Regions from separate parts of the Arachis hypogaea genome. Here region 1 is linked to region 2. A link is a contact called in public Hi-C data. All regions are on one chromosome and are shown on one strand. Each heading gives the region's core, a stretch centred on a gene start, on an enhancer-like site or on the middle of the called end of the contact. The rest is flanking DNA. Distances are from core to core; before and after follow the strand shown.

Region 1 (6,797 bases), core at 1,905-4,404, 150 kb before region 2:
TGGAAAGCGGGTCAAGTGTCGAACCGGGTCGGGTCCAGACGCGGGCTGCCAGGTCAGCACAGAGCAAATAGGGGCAACACATGGAGAGCGTTGGGCCGTTGATCGCGGAGCCCAATCTGACGGCGCAGGATGAATCTGGAAGGACAAGAATACTGGTCACGGCAGCGTCTTGCGGCGACGCATCTGGTGGCGAATGACGGTGAATCTGGATGCGTTAGAATTACGACGACAAGACAAACATGGTGAGAATGGCTGTGACGAATCAAAGCATTAAAAAAATATTGAAAAACGAAGCTAAAGAATACTGTTAGAGGAGAAGAAACAAAGGGGTTATAAATGAATTTACATAAAAAAAAAAATCCTATGCTCTTGATACCATGTTAGAAACAGAGAACAATTTAAAAGAGTGTCTATTCAGATTATAAAAAAGTACAATATACAAGGAGTATATATAAATACTAGAAAAATTAGAATAATAAAAATATTTAATCTTATAATTAATATATAAATATAAATAATATTAATTAATAATTAATTTAATATTGATTCTAATTTATTTTCTAACAATTTTACTATAATTTAGTTATTTTAGTTGAAGCAGAGTCTAATTAATTAAACTTCTAAACTGACAAACTAATAACGAGAGCTATGTGATTACCAATTCAATTTCTCATAGTAAAGTCGGAAGTGAGAGAAAGAGAAAAACTAACCTAGGCAGGGAGTGAAAATCAATTTTCCTTTTTATTAGTTGGGTCCAAATCAAGTTATTGGTGTTCAGTGTTTACAGCTTGAATATTAATTCACTAGTAAGATATGGTAAGAAAAAGACTGCAAACAAAATTTTCTAAGTTAATGAACTAATTTTTTCGTTCAATAATTAGCGAATAAAATAATAAATAAAAAAAATAAAAAATGAGAAAAATATTATTAACTAATTGTTGATCGAAAAAGTTTTTTCGTTCTATTTTTTTAGTTAATAATTAATCAACATTTTTTTCCTTTCTATAACAACAATTTTAAACCATTAACTTTTATTCATCTACAATTTGTTAATTGGTAATTTTTATTTTAAAAAAAAATAGTTCCTTATCGAAACCATTTTAACAAATAGTTAAAGAAAAAAAAATATTGGATCGTCTATATAATAGAGAACTAGTGGTACATAACCCAATAAACTTGTCCCAGCAAAGTAATGAAAATTTAGTGGTGATCACAATATAAGATAAATATAAAAATATTAATTATCTAATATTTTTTTTTAACTTTTAAAAATAAATATGGTTATGTAGTTTGTTTTGGGAATTTAGTCAGTAGTGACGTCTTGATTAAGTCATGGTGTGCATAATAATCGCCTAAACTGCAATGCACATTATATATGGGGTGTAATGGAGGGTCCTAAATTACAAAACGCGAATTAATCATGGTTTTTTTTTGGTGACAATTAATCATGGTTTAACCACCACAATAATGCAGTAGGTTGGTCTTTTGTGTGCTTGCAAGGATTCAGTGCCACTGGCCAGGAAAAGGTCAATAATTAAAGGAATGGGAATAGATACAACATAGAAGGCAAATCAAATCAAATCAAAACCAAGGTTGGTCCACGGATATGTGCTTCGTTGGACCATATTACGGTCCATCATACATACCAATAATCTTGAACCAAAATATAATTACAACCTTAATAGCCCTGTGTCTATCTGTATGTGTCTACCAACTTTGTTTCTTTTCCATATTTGAAGCTGGCAAAATCACTTTCATTTATAAACATACAGACAAAGAGGCAAACTTAATTATTCCATGCTTGGAATTTCTGACCTATTCTAGTTGCTTAGTTCATTGCAATAGAGAAGGCTTACCGGATCTAAGACTTTAGTTAGTAACGATTTAAAGGCATAATAACAACTAATTACGCTAACAGTATTTATATGTTAATATCTAATTCTGGAAGAGCATTATTATTCGCTTTCTCAGGGCACTTTAATGCAGGGCAAATTTGTTGCTGGATGCTTGGATCGATCACTCACATCAAAATATTTTTATATAAAAATAACAGTTAAAAATATTTTAAATAATTTAATGTATTTAATTAGATTAGTTAATATAATATATGTCAATATTTTAATTATTATATTCATCAAATATTTTTATTATATCATCTTCTTAGGCAGTTACGCTCATGGAGTTGGAGACGTTAGAGATCAAGCATTGGATGTAATGTGTCACATTCCCTTGGTTTAGGATCCACATATATTATTACTCTGAATTTTATTTTATATTTTATATATTTAATACCTTGAAAATACTCCGATCTATGAATTATTCTTTTACTTTTTAATAATGATTTGGAGTTTTCCATGTTCTCTTAAAGTAACAAGACTATAAATTAAACCTTTGTTCTACTTTTCTGTAATTCATTACAATAACTAAATTATTCAAAAAATGAATTGTCTTATAGTTTCTGACTAACATGTGAAAATAAAAAAATTGATTCATTTGTTGTATGTAGGGGAACAGATTTGTCACCTCTCGATCAGTAAGCATGCCATTGTAGATGCTGATAAATTGAATAAAAAAAACAACAGTTGAATAAAGATAGAAGCTAATTAAGAAGAAAATTACCTAGTAAAGAAAAGCAATGGTTTAAGAAAAGCAAAGTGATAGGACATATTGGTTGCAACAACATAAGCAGCTAAACTAAAACCCCAGAACCAGAACCTTGAATGGTGGGGATCAGTCTGTACAATTAAACATTTAAAGCAGGTGACTTGATGAGTTTGTTAATAACCAGTGTTACTGGTATATGTTTAGGAAGCAGTAGTAGTTGTAATTGAGAATGAATAATGACATGCATGAATAGACGTGACATTGGGCATAGGCAATCCGAAGAAGCAAGAAGCGTCAGCAGCTGGCAAAGGTTAAGTAATTGGTTTGAAGTTTGAAGGGGAATGATGAATGGTGAATTTAGCGTGGGTAAATAAGGGAGGGTAGCGTAGAAAGGCAACAAAGATTAAGAAGTAGGGTTATTACTTATTAATGAGAGAGGATAGGAGACTCCAACAGGGACATGCTTGCCTTTGCCTCCCATGCTCCCATCATAGGGATTACGGGGTGAGAGGGCCCCACCGCCACTGCTTAATCAAAACAGCTAAGTAACATATCACCCTCGCTAACTCTATATCTAAGCCCTCAGCTTCTGACTTGGAATTGACAACCACCAACAACACATAAATACACTATCTGGTAGCTCCTAGCAAGAATCCAATGGATCCGTACCCATTCTTACGCCTCACCATTGATTCACTCGCTCTCAAGCTTCCTTCTCCCACCAAACCCTCTCCCCTCTCCGGCGTCCACCCTTCCACCACCCCTTGCTTCTGCACCATTCACGCCAAGTCCCTCCCTTCTCAAACCGCTCTCCTCCCTCTCTCTTCCAACTCTACCCCCGAAACCACCACCTCTGCCCCCTCCTTCCACCTCGACTCCACCGCTCTCCGCCGCCTCTCCGCCAAGCCCCTCCCAATCACCATCTCCGTCTACAATGGCCGGATGTCCCACACCTGCGGGCTAAGCGCCGCCAAGCTCCTCGGCCGCGTGGTTGTCACCGTTGACCTTGCCAATGCACTGTCTCGCCCCATGACCTTCCACACTGGCTGGCTCAAGCTGGCCAAGAATAGGCATCGAGAGGAGAACAAGCCATGGGCCCGGCTTCACGTGGTTGTCCGCTCTGAACCGGACCCTCGGTTCGTGTTCCAGTTCGGGGGCGAACCGGAGTGCAGCCCGGTGGTTTTCCAGATTCAGGGGAACATCAGGCAACCCGTTTTCAGTTGCAAGTTCAGTGCCGATCGCAACCACCGATCCAGGTTCTGCTTCTATCCAATTCTCTTACTTCATTAGGCTCTGGTCACGTTTTCATGTGTGTTGAAAGGAACAATACATTATGCAAGTACTTGGTTTACAAAAATAATTTCTCTTCAATAATAGTGAAAACAACATATATACATTGTAAGGATTAGACATGTGGGCGGGCTGGCATGTCGATGTCGATCTATATTCACATGGTACCTGGTACCCTCCCATGTATGTATGTTGTTCATATCTCATTTGGTGGATATCTTCTCCGCCACCTCATTCTATTTCTTCATTCCTCATCAAACCAGATATTTTCATTTCTATCTGTCTCATGCAAACCACCACCATTCTTTTAATGCTTCTATTAGGAGTCCCGCTAGAAAGACAATGAGGTATCTATATGATATGTATAATAGCTGTTTATTTGACTCAATATGTATTAATAATGTAAATTAAACATTATTATTCCTAATTTCTAGTTACTTGTTCAGTTTTGTGATATCTACCCCTAATTTACTTCAAATTCTTTCACATTAACCCTTTATCATCCACCGTTACCCTACCTCAAAAAAACCCATTGTTTGTTCCGCAGAAAAATACTCCTTTCTCTGCCACCCCACCGTGTACGCAGCAACCTGCATCCCACCGTTCTGTTTATGCACGATGTATAGCCTCTGTTCCTTCTCCGCCTCCTCGCGCCAACGCCCTCGCCGAAAGAACCTCCGTCACTCTTCACAGGGCCGAACATCCGTGACCTGCAACTGTCAGCGTCGCCGACGTGAGTTGTAGCTCCGAACCCCGCACTCGCGTCATTTCAGTGCTAGCCTGCTGCCTGGGTCTTGTTGAATTAATTGAAGAATAAACATCCACGAAAACTGAGAAAGTGAACATCCAAAATTATACAAAAAACGAACATCCAATGTGAACGTGTATAAATAACAACATAATTACTTTATAAAACGACTAACTACCAACCAAATGACCGTGTAAAATAATTTTTTGAAATAGTGATAGTTAGATAAATCATAACCAACAATCATCGTCTACAACTAAGCATCCAAGAATAACCATCCACGTTCACAGAGAAAATGAACATCCGGCGACGGGAAGAAGGCACAAACCGGCTGCGACAGAGGTGCTGGACGTCCGAGTTGCTGCGGTGCCGCGAGCTCAACTCATACAATATGCGTGTCCTCCCTACGTACGGTGGCCTGTGCGGACGACGGCGCCAGTCGGAAGAGTGTCGGCGCAATGTCCGACGGCGGCTGGTAACCGTAGCGGCACTGTACCGGTTTTTGTTTCGAAGAGAGAGTGAGAGAAAAAATTCACACCGTATTGAGAGAAAGAGAAGTAATCCTAATTTGATTCCATAACTAACGAGAATTATGATTTGATTCAAAATTTAAATTAAAAATTACTCAAAATTAATTAATTAATTACCTCTAATTTAATTTTAATTTTAATTTAACTTTTATTATATACATTATATAAAACAAACATTAATTTCTCATACTTTTCCTTTTATTATATATGCTGTCTCTAAGTGTTTTCATTTTCCTTCTTTATATGACGATTTTTTTTTCCAAAACGTACTCATATTAGTTATTTTTACATAGCGTTAACTTATGGATTACTACGAAATAAAGCAACCTTAGAGGAGACGATTTAGTAAAGACTAACCGTCTCCTCTCTCTATGACAACAATATCCCTTCTTTTAATTTAATCAAAGATTTTAATGCCCACCTTTTTTTACTTTAAAAATAATATTATTTGTATATTAATATTAATTAATAATATATTTATATTATAATATATATTTTATACTAATGACTAATTTTAGTAGTTTATCTTAGTATTTAGTTAACATAATTGAACCGCAAACCATATTATCTTTTTAAAGGTATTCGCAATTCAAGAAAAAACCCATAAGATTCTCTTATGGTCTTATGTCTCCAATTTAACATGCCGTCGTTCACAATTATTTTAACCCTTGAAAAGTCTACTCTTTATATATAGAGGGAGAATAATAGTCAAATTCTTCTTCGAAAAATCAGCCATTCTTTATTTTTATTTTTGAATAATTTTTTTAATTAAATTAATCTCTAAATAATTTTATTTAAATAATATTAGTCTCTTCATTAGTTTCTTTAATAGGAGTAATCACAGATTGTGTTGGTTTGAATTTGGAGTGAAATTAGAACCAAACTAATTGAATTGTAATTAGTTCGGTTTAGTTTGGATTTATATTTTTGTATATGTATCCTAAACTAAACTAAACCGATTAAGAATAGATTGGTTCGATTCAAATAATTGGATATTAATAAAACAAAAATTCATAAAAACAAATAAAAAATAAAATTTTTATCTTAAAAATTCTGTAAATATAATAAATATGTAAAATTAATAGAAATAATCTAAACATATTAAATACCAAATACATTAAAAACTAAATACATTAAAATCCAAACATATTAAAAAGTATATATATTTTAAATTTTTATTTTTTTATTTAATTAACACATGATCGGATTTACAGGTTGGTTCGAATTTTGTAACTCCCAAAACTGTTACTCGGACCAATTACTAGAAAGAACTATTGGTTTGATTTAGGTTAAACCTGATTACCTATCGAGTTCGAACACATAATTGAGTACTCAATACGCATGATCACTCCTAATTAAGGATTTGCTGACTTGAAAGTTGAAACGTAAAATGACAGCACGCGTGATCACTCCTAATTAAGGATTTGCTGACTTGAAACGTAAAATGACAGCACAACGTAATTAACAACATCGTTTTGCACTTAAGAAGTGTCGTCTTGCTAAGAGTTTTTCTTTTACACGTATCTTGAATCTTGTAATTCCTCGGCAACACCTTCTTCGTCAGCATCACTGGACGACGAGGCATTGATATCCAGGAGTTGCTAGGACTTGACGTTGAGTGACCA
Region 2 (6,759 bases), core at 64-2,563:
GCAATGGAGAGGGGAGGGTCACTCCGGGAAGGGGGAAATCCAGAGGGGGAGCAGAGCTGGATCCGCCGCCGGTGAGCCACCCAAACAAGCCACCCAACGGAGATGATTTTGTTGTGGCAACGGAGCTCGAACTTGCGAATCTAGCAGTAGCAGGTAGCCTGCTGATGGAACGCGCCTATTCTCGTAGGATTGAAATCAAAGTTAGTTAAGAAATAGTAGAAGTTAAATCAGTTCTGAGAGTAGACTAAGGATTGAACCGAATCGAATGGCAAGAGAGATGAGAGCGGTAACTAACCCTCAAGGCCCTAAGGCGTGAAGCAGCGTTCCTGTACATTGTGCCAAGACAATCGCGATCAATGAGTGAATGACTGAGGCTTCTTCTCTCTTCTGTCTTCACTCTCCTCTTTGCTTTTGGACTTTGGGCCTCTTCTCTCCTCCAACCTTGCCCTAGACCCAGCCCATTTCATTTTCATCTTCAGACTTCAATCAATCAAAAACTTTTTTTAATGATGGATTATTTATCATATTTAAATAATCTGGGAATATAATTGAGTGGAAGAAAATTATCTCACTTCACTTCAAATATGAACCACTTTTTTCCTTCTTTAAAGTTCGAATTAATTATTCTATCCTTAAGAATGTAACAATAGATATTTTCTTTGAAAACCATAAATGTAACTAAATTCTATCTTTTATCTGCCGACACTTTGTTTAATAGTAGCAAAGAAGCAGAGATATATAACATTTGAAGTAGTTGTAAGTGTTTAAAGAAAATATAAGGTTTTTCTATTGTTAAAATGTGTGCATAAATCATTATAATGTAGTTGCATAAGCACTTAGGCTGCATTTGGTTTTCAATAACAGAATAAAATATGATATTAAAAATAAAAATACAAAAATTAATATTTTATATTTTATTTGATAATAAACTGAATATAAAATAAAACAAATAATAAAAAATTTAATTTATCTTCTTTATTTTCTTCATACAAAATTTAAAAAAAAAACAATAAAAAATTTGTGTTTTGTATAGTATTTTTGTGTTTTTTATTAGAAAAAACAAAAAATATTAATTTATTATCTTAAAACATAATATTTTTATCTATATTCTATATGTGAAACACAATTTTATATTTTTATATCTTATGTCATATTAATGTAACATTTAACTGGTCTACTTTGCCTCCTTCCTACATCTTCAAGTCCATGGGAATGTTAACGTCGTTCAACACTTCAACGTCTTCTGCTGTCAATATTGAACACCCCAAATAAATACTTCTACTTAAACACTACAATAACTCTTTAGAAAAGTAGAGAAATGTTTTAAAGTTGTTGGTTATTGAAACAAACTATATATAAAAGCTGTTGGAGAGCCAGTTTTCTTCTTTAATTGTAGTCATGTAATGTAACAATATATTTTTTGGTGACGGTGTCAAGTAATAATATACAATCAGATGTTTATGTAAAAAAATTTCTCATATATCTTTTATTTATTCATTTTTTAATATTTTAATTTAATGTTTCCATTAGCAGCCGTCGCTCCTTTAATAGACTAGTCACCTCATTCCTCAAACTCCAACAATTTAGGGCGGCCATTTCTCTAGCAGCCGTTTTATTTTAGGTCATAAATAATTGAATAATTTAATCATACCTTTTTGACCCCATGAATAAATCATATTTGTGTATTATAATGATAATTTCAACCCGTAGGAAAGAAAAATAACGTTCCCATATGCATAGGGTAGTATTTATTTTTTGCTATGAAAAGCCAAAGCAGCCGTGAGTTTTTGGAACCTTGAGTTTGGGTTTGGTGGCACTCTTCTCCGACTCTGTTTCCTACTATCTTTGACTTTGACTCTGATTTTTATTTTGATTTTGATGAGTAATAATAGTAGTAATTTATTATTTTATTTTTGTTTACTATAAATGAGAGCTTCATGTGATCCACTCGTTATTCCGTTTAACCAGAAACATTAGTTTAGGTTGTGTTTATGCTTATTGCCTTATTCATTGAATCCTTCTTGAATTGTGAACAAGAGAAGACAAACCGCATTTGCGACTTTGAGGGATGGGTTCGTCAGTGAATTCGAAACCGAAGGTGATCAAGGGCCCCGCTGGCTATGTTCTTGAGGATGTTCCTCATTTCTCAGATTACATCCCTGAGCTTCCTGTACGTATATCTATGCATCATGCACAATCATTTCTCTCTTTCTTTTTCTTTTTCTCATAACAACAAATGTGTTGTTGGCAGACACATTCTAATCCTCTGCAAGACAATCCCGCTTACTCAGTTGTCAAGTAAGTTTCAGAACTTGCCCTTCTTTCTTCTTCTATCGTAATTTCATATCTTGAATTCTTCGCTTTTTTCTCTTGCCAGGCAGTATTTCGTGCACGTCGATGACAGTGTTCCTCAGAAGGTTGGAATCATTAACAATTACGCTTTCTTCAACCGCATTGATATACGGAACTATGTAACTGTAACTGCTTTTCCTTCATTTCCACACAGATAATTGCTCACAAAGATAGTCCAAGAGGGGTGCATTTTCGGCGTGCAGGACCCCGTCAAAGGGTATGTGTTTCTGTATATATCTCTGTTGAATTTGATAGAGTGGTGGTGCTTATGCATGCAGCATGTTGATGTTGTTAGGTGTATTACGAAGCAGATGAAGTTCAAGCTGCTATTGTGACATGTGGGGGTCTATGCCCTGGTCTCAACACCGTTATCAGGGAATTAGTATGCGGCTTAAACAACATGTATGGCGTCAAGAAAGTTATGGGAATCAATGTAAGTGATTATTGATTGTTATATATATTTGACGAGGATTATTGAGTAATAATTGGTCGAACTAATTAATGAAGGGAGGATACAAGGGTTTCTATGCACACAACACAATCGCACTGACTCCAAAAAGCGTGAATGACATCCACAAGCGTGGGGGAACCGTGCTTGGTTCATCAAGAGGAGGACATGACACCACTAAGATAGTTGACAGCATTCAAGATCGTGGAATCAATCAGGTCTATATCATTGGAGGAGATGGAACTCAGAGAGGTGCTAGCAGGATTTTTGAGGAGGTTAGAAGGCGTGGTCTCAAAGTTGCTGTTGTAGGAATCCCCAAAACCATAGATAATGACATCCCGGTACATATAGATTCTTTTTCTATTCCTTAATGGTCTTTTGTGTATTTCAATTCTTTTAACTAACTTGGCAAATGCTTTTCTGGATAGGTTATTGATAAGTCATTCGGGTTTGACACAGCTGTTGAGGAGGCTCAACGTGCTATAAATGCAGCACATGTTGAAGCTGAGAGCATTGAGAATGGCATAGGTGTTGTCAAGCTCATGGGAAGATACAGTGGTAATTTTCTAGAATCATCACATCAGCATACTCTTATATTTTGTTTTAATTAATGTGGTTAGCAAGCCTGATATTTTGTAATGAATGGTGCAGGGTTTATTGCAATGTATGCTACTCTTGCGAGTCGAGATGTGGATTGTTGCTTAATTCCAGAGTCACCCTTTTACCTGGAAGGGCCAGGTGGATTGCTTGAATTTGTAGAGAGGAGACTCAAAGAAAACGGCCACATGGTTGTTGTCATTGCTGAAGGGGCAGGACAGGAGCTTGTTTCCGAGAGCATGCAATCGATGGCCAAGCAAGATGCTTCCGGAAACAAGCTTCTTCAAGATGTTGGCCTATGGATATCCCACAAGATTAAGGTGTGAATTCTGATGCATGTGTTTAATATTTTCACTGCATTACCCTCTTCTCTTAGTTTAGTTCTTCAGTCCATATTTGACCCGTTTGCTTCCTTACAGCCATGTTAATGTTATAAGCATCTTGAATCTTTGATCTTGCAGGATCATTTTGCCAAACTGAAGACAATGACCATAAACCTCAAATATATAGGTTAAACACTATACATTGTGTATGATGTATGATGTATTCTGAAAGGAGCAATAGCTGAAGCAGTTGTTTTTGTTTTTTTTCTGAATAACAGATCCAACGTATATGATCCGAGCTGTTCCAAGCAATGCTTCGGATAATGTCTACTGCACCCTTCTTGCTCAAAGTGCTGTTCATGGAGCAATGGCAGGTTATACTGGCTTTACATGTGGCCTTGTGAATGGAAGACAAACTTATATACCCTTTTATGTGAGTTTCTTAACCATGCTTGTTATTTCTTGGATATATGCCAAATAGATAGGAAGTTGGAACCATAAATTCAAACCGAATATAGTTTCCATTCTAAAATCAAGTGATGATAACTGATTACATGATAAAATATAAACAAAAGTTTTGCCTGTAAGTTCTGATGGTAATAACTTTGTTTTGCAGAGAATCATTGAGGGACAGAACAAAGTAATAATAACTGATAGAATGTGGGCAAGACTTTTATCTTCAACAAACCAGCCTAGTTTTATAATACATAAGCCTGATATTGCTGAAGAGAATAAGGAAGAACAACCATCGGAATCGGCCAAATAACGCTTTGGTTAAGGAAGAAAAGTTAGGTGTATTTACATTGCTGTGTACTTTTAGAAGCTATTATCCTGGGTTTACCTTAATCATCATTCATGCCTTGTAAGTAGTACATAAGATTAAGATCAGATGGCTGTGACCATGAGAAGATATTCTTTGTTATGTTTTTGTCCTGTTTCTTTGGAATTTTCTTTATTCTGTAAATGGATCTCTGTTTTTATTGGCAACAACTCTATTTGAATATGTAGTGTACTGAAAGGTAACTCAACCATTTGATAGGTTTGGAAAACAATTTAAATAGACGTAAAAATAAAGATGAATTCTACCTAACTCTCTGTTAAATAAGATGTAAATTATCTTCTATGACATAATATATTTTAATTGAATGTTTACTTTTAACTTGAGTTAATTTAATCTAATGAGAATTAACATCTTAACTAAAATAAGATCATTTTATAATTAAATAGTTTTTTAAAATGAATAATTATATAATTTTTTTAAATATTAAAATCTAAATTTATTTATTTTTTACCAAATCATTGTGACGCTCTCGAAAGGGTACAGAGTGGAGGAGTGGGAGTGGGAAGTAAGGGAGTTCTTGACAATGGCGTACGGAGATTGCATTGAAGGATTGTACATGCAGGAGGTGTAGCACCCAAACCATCAATCCCTCTTCGCTCGAATTGTATTTCGAAGGGCATCCACCATTAACGTCATGCTCAGGGGTGCAACCAAGGTTAAGTTCAGCATCAATGACAAAGATGTATGGGCCAAAAAGTTTGTGCCAAAAAATTCTGCTTTTAGTTTGAATATCAGAATATCAAAGGAGCGATGACGAAGAAGGAATGGGAGAGGAGCGACAGTTATTAGAGAGAGTTAGGACATATTTTCTAGAAGATTGATTTGGTAAAAAAAACTAGGATTCAATTTTTAATATTTTATCAAATTATACATTCACCCCTTTTAAATAATTTTTTAATTATAGAATGACCTAACTATAATTAAGATAGTATTCAATCATAAAAATATAATAATTTACATCACAGAAGATAATTTACATATCACTTCAGAAAATATATGATAAAATTTACCAAAAATAAATACTAAAGGATATTACTATAGAATGTAAGTGTGCTGGGGAAAATATTCCCTTAGCTCTATTATATATTATACAGCTAATGCATTGGATAGTAGTGTTACATGTTTCTTTATACAATTATTATATTTATAAACAATAATTAAGAAATTTCAAAACGGTAATTAACGTGAATCACACGGAGTAACTAATCGTATACAACCAAAAGTTACCAATATCGGGCACAATCCCTGTTAGTAAATAATTAATTCAATCGTGTTATTGATGATTGATTGTGAATTTGTGATTTCAGCTCATCTACCCATGTTATTGCTGGACACGTGACTCTAGTAATAATCAGAACAAACTATAATAACACGGATGTGTATGACGATGTCCTTTGATGAACCTTCCCTTTCCCTTTCCTATGACAATACAATTTACACAATGCCACAAAATACGGCAGCTGCCACCTACACTAAAAAAAATATACAGAAACCAAAGTTAAAACATCTAAGAATTCCAGAAGACGTCAGGATCACTGCTATACAATGAGGGATCCTGTATTTCCTGGTTAGCAACGTGGCAATCAATAAGGCGTGCTTGAATTATTTTGCATAGTGTTAGACCGGATGGCAGCATCCACCATTCACTTTCATCCCTACAAAACAAGCACCACATGTGAAACTGTGACTTCAAATTCATCTCTAGAATCAAATTTTGTAACAGCTACTTACAAACTAAAATTCCAGGATTGAATGTTGTTGGAGAGCTTGTTATTTGAATGTGCTACTATATAATGAATAAATCCACCAAAGAAAGCCACTGCCTGTTTCAAGAAATCCATTTTACACGAGGTTTAAAACAAGTGTAGGAGCTTAAAAAATATTGCTACATTAAAAAAATAAATGAGTTCAGAACTTCTTACAACATTGACCAAGGAGGTAAGATTCCATAAAGCATACAGACGAGCAAGCCCAGCTGATTTCCTTGGTCCTTGGCTAAACAAAGCACTAATTCCAGATGGAAACGAAAATAGTACCCCAAAAGGAAGAACAAATAGCACTAAAAAGAAGTTCAGTAGGGACAATGAATACATCTGAAGCAAAGTAAGCAACACTAGGATGAAATCTCCCAGGAGTAGTATAGAGATAACCAGACCAACAAGATCCTGCAATTATAAAAAAGTCAGAAAAGCGTGTGC

Evidence for each region. A called contact is a pair of places that touch in the nucleus more often than the background predicts.
Region 1: a contact with region 2 is called in a Hi-C map of an unstated tissue, with 2.2 times the contacts expected there. The contact joins the promoter of LOC112738018 here to the promoter of LOC112738012 in region 2. A contact is called at or near these places in 2 of 8 Hi-C or Micro-C datasets (leaf and an unstated tissue).

The regions. Positions count from the first base shown.
Region 1 is chr13:34,417,222-34,424,018 of arahy.Tifrunner.gnm2.J5K5, reverse strand. It overlaps LOC112738018, which reads left to right and starts at 3,154. Exons shown (of 2, transcript XM_025788240.3): 1 at 3,154-3,860. The coding sequence starts at 3,262.
Region 2 is chr13:34,267,302-34,274,060 of arahy.Tifrunner.gnm2.J5K5, reverse strand. It overlaps LOC112738012 (ATP-dependent 6-phosphofructokinase 3), which reads left to right and starts at 1,313. Exons shown (of 11, transcript XM_025788229.3): 1 at 1,313-2,170; 2 at 2,252-2,298; 3 at 2,378-2,417; 4 at 2,507-2,569; 5 at 2,648-2,785; 6 at 2,860-3,141; 7 at 3,229-3,358; 8 at 3,452-3,717; 9 at 3,859-3,907; 10 at 3,999-4,153; 11 at 4,337-4,721. The coding sequence starts at 2,069. The coding sequence ends at 4,486. It overlaps LOC112738013 (mitochondrial-processing peptidase subunit alpha), which reads right to left and starts at 663. Exons shown (of 13, transcript XM_025788230.3): 1 at 296-663; 2 at 1-175. The coding sequence starts at 334. LOC112738010 reads right to left here. Exons shown (of 22, transcript XM_025788228.3): 20 at 6,484-6,726; 21 at 6,293-6,384; 22 at 5,741-6,216. The coding sequence ends at 6,069.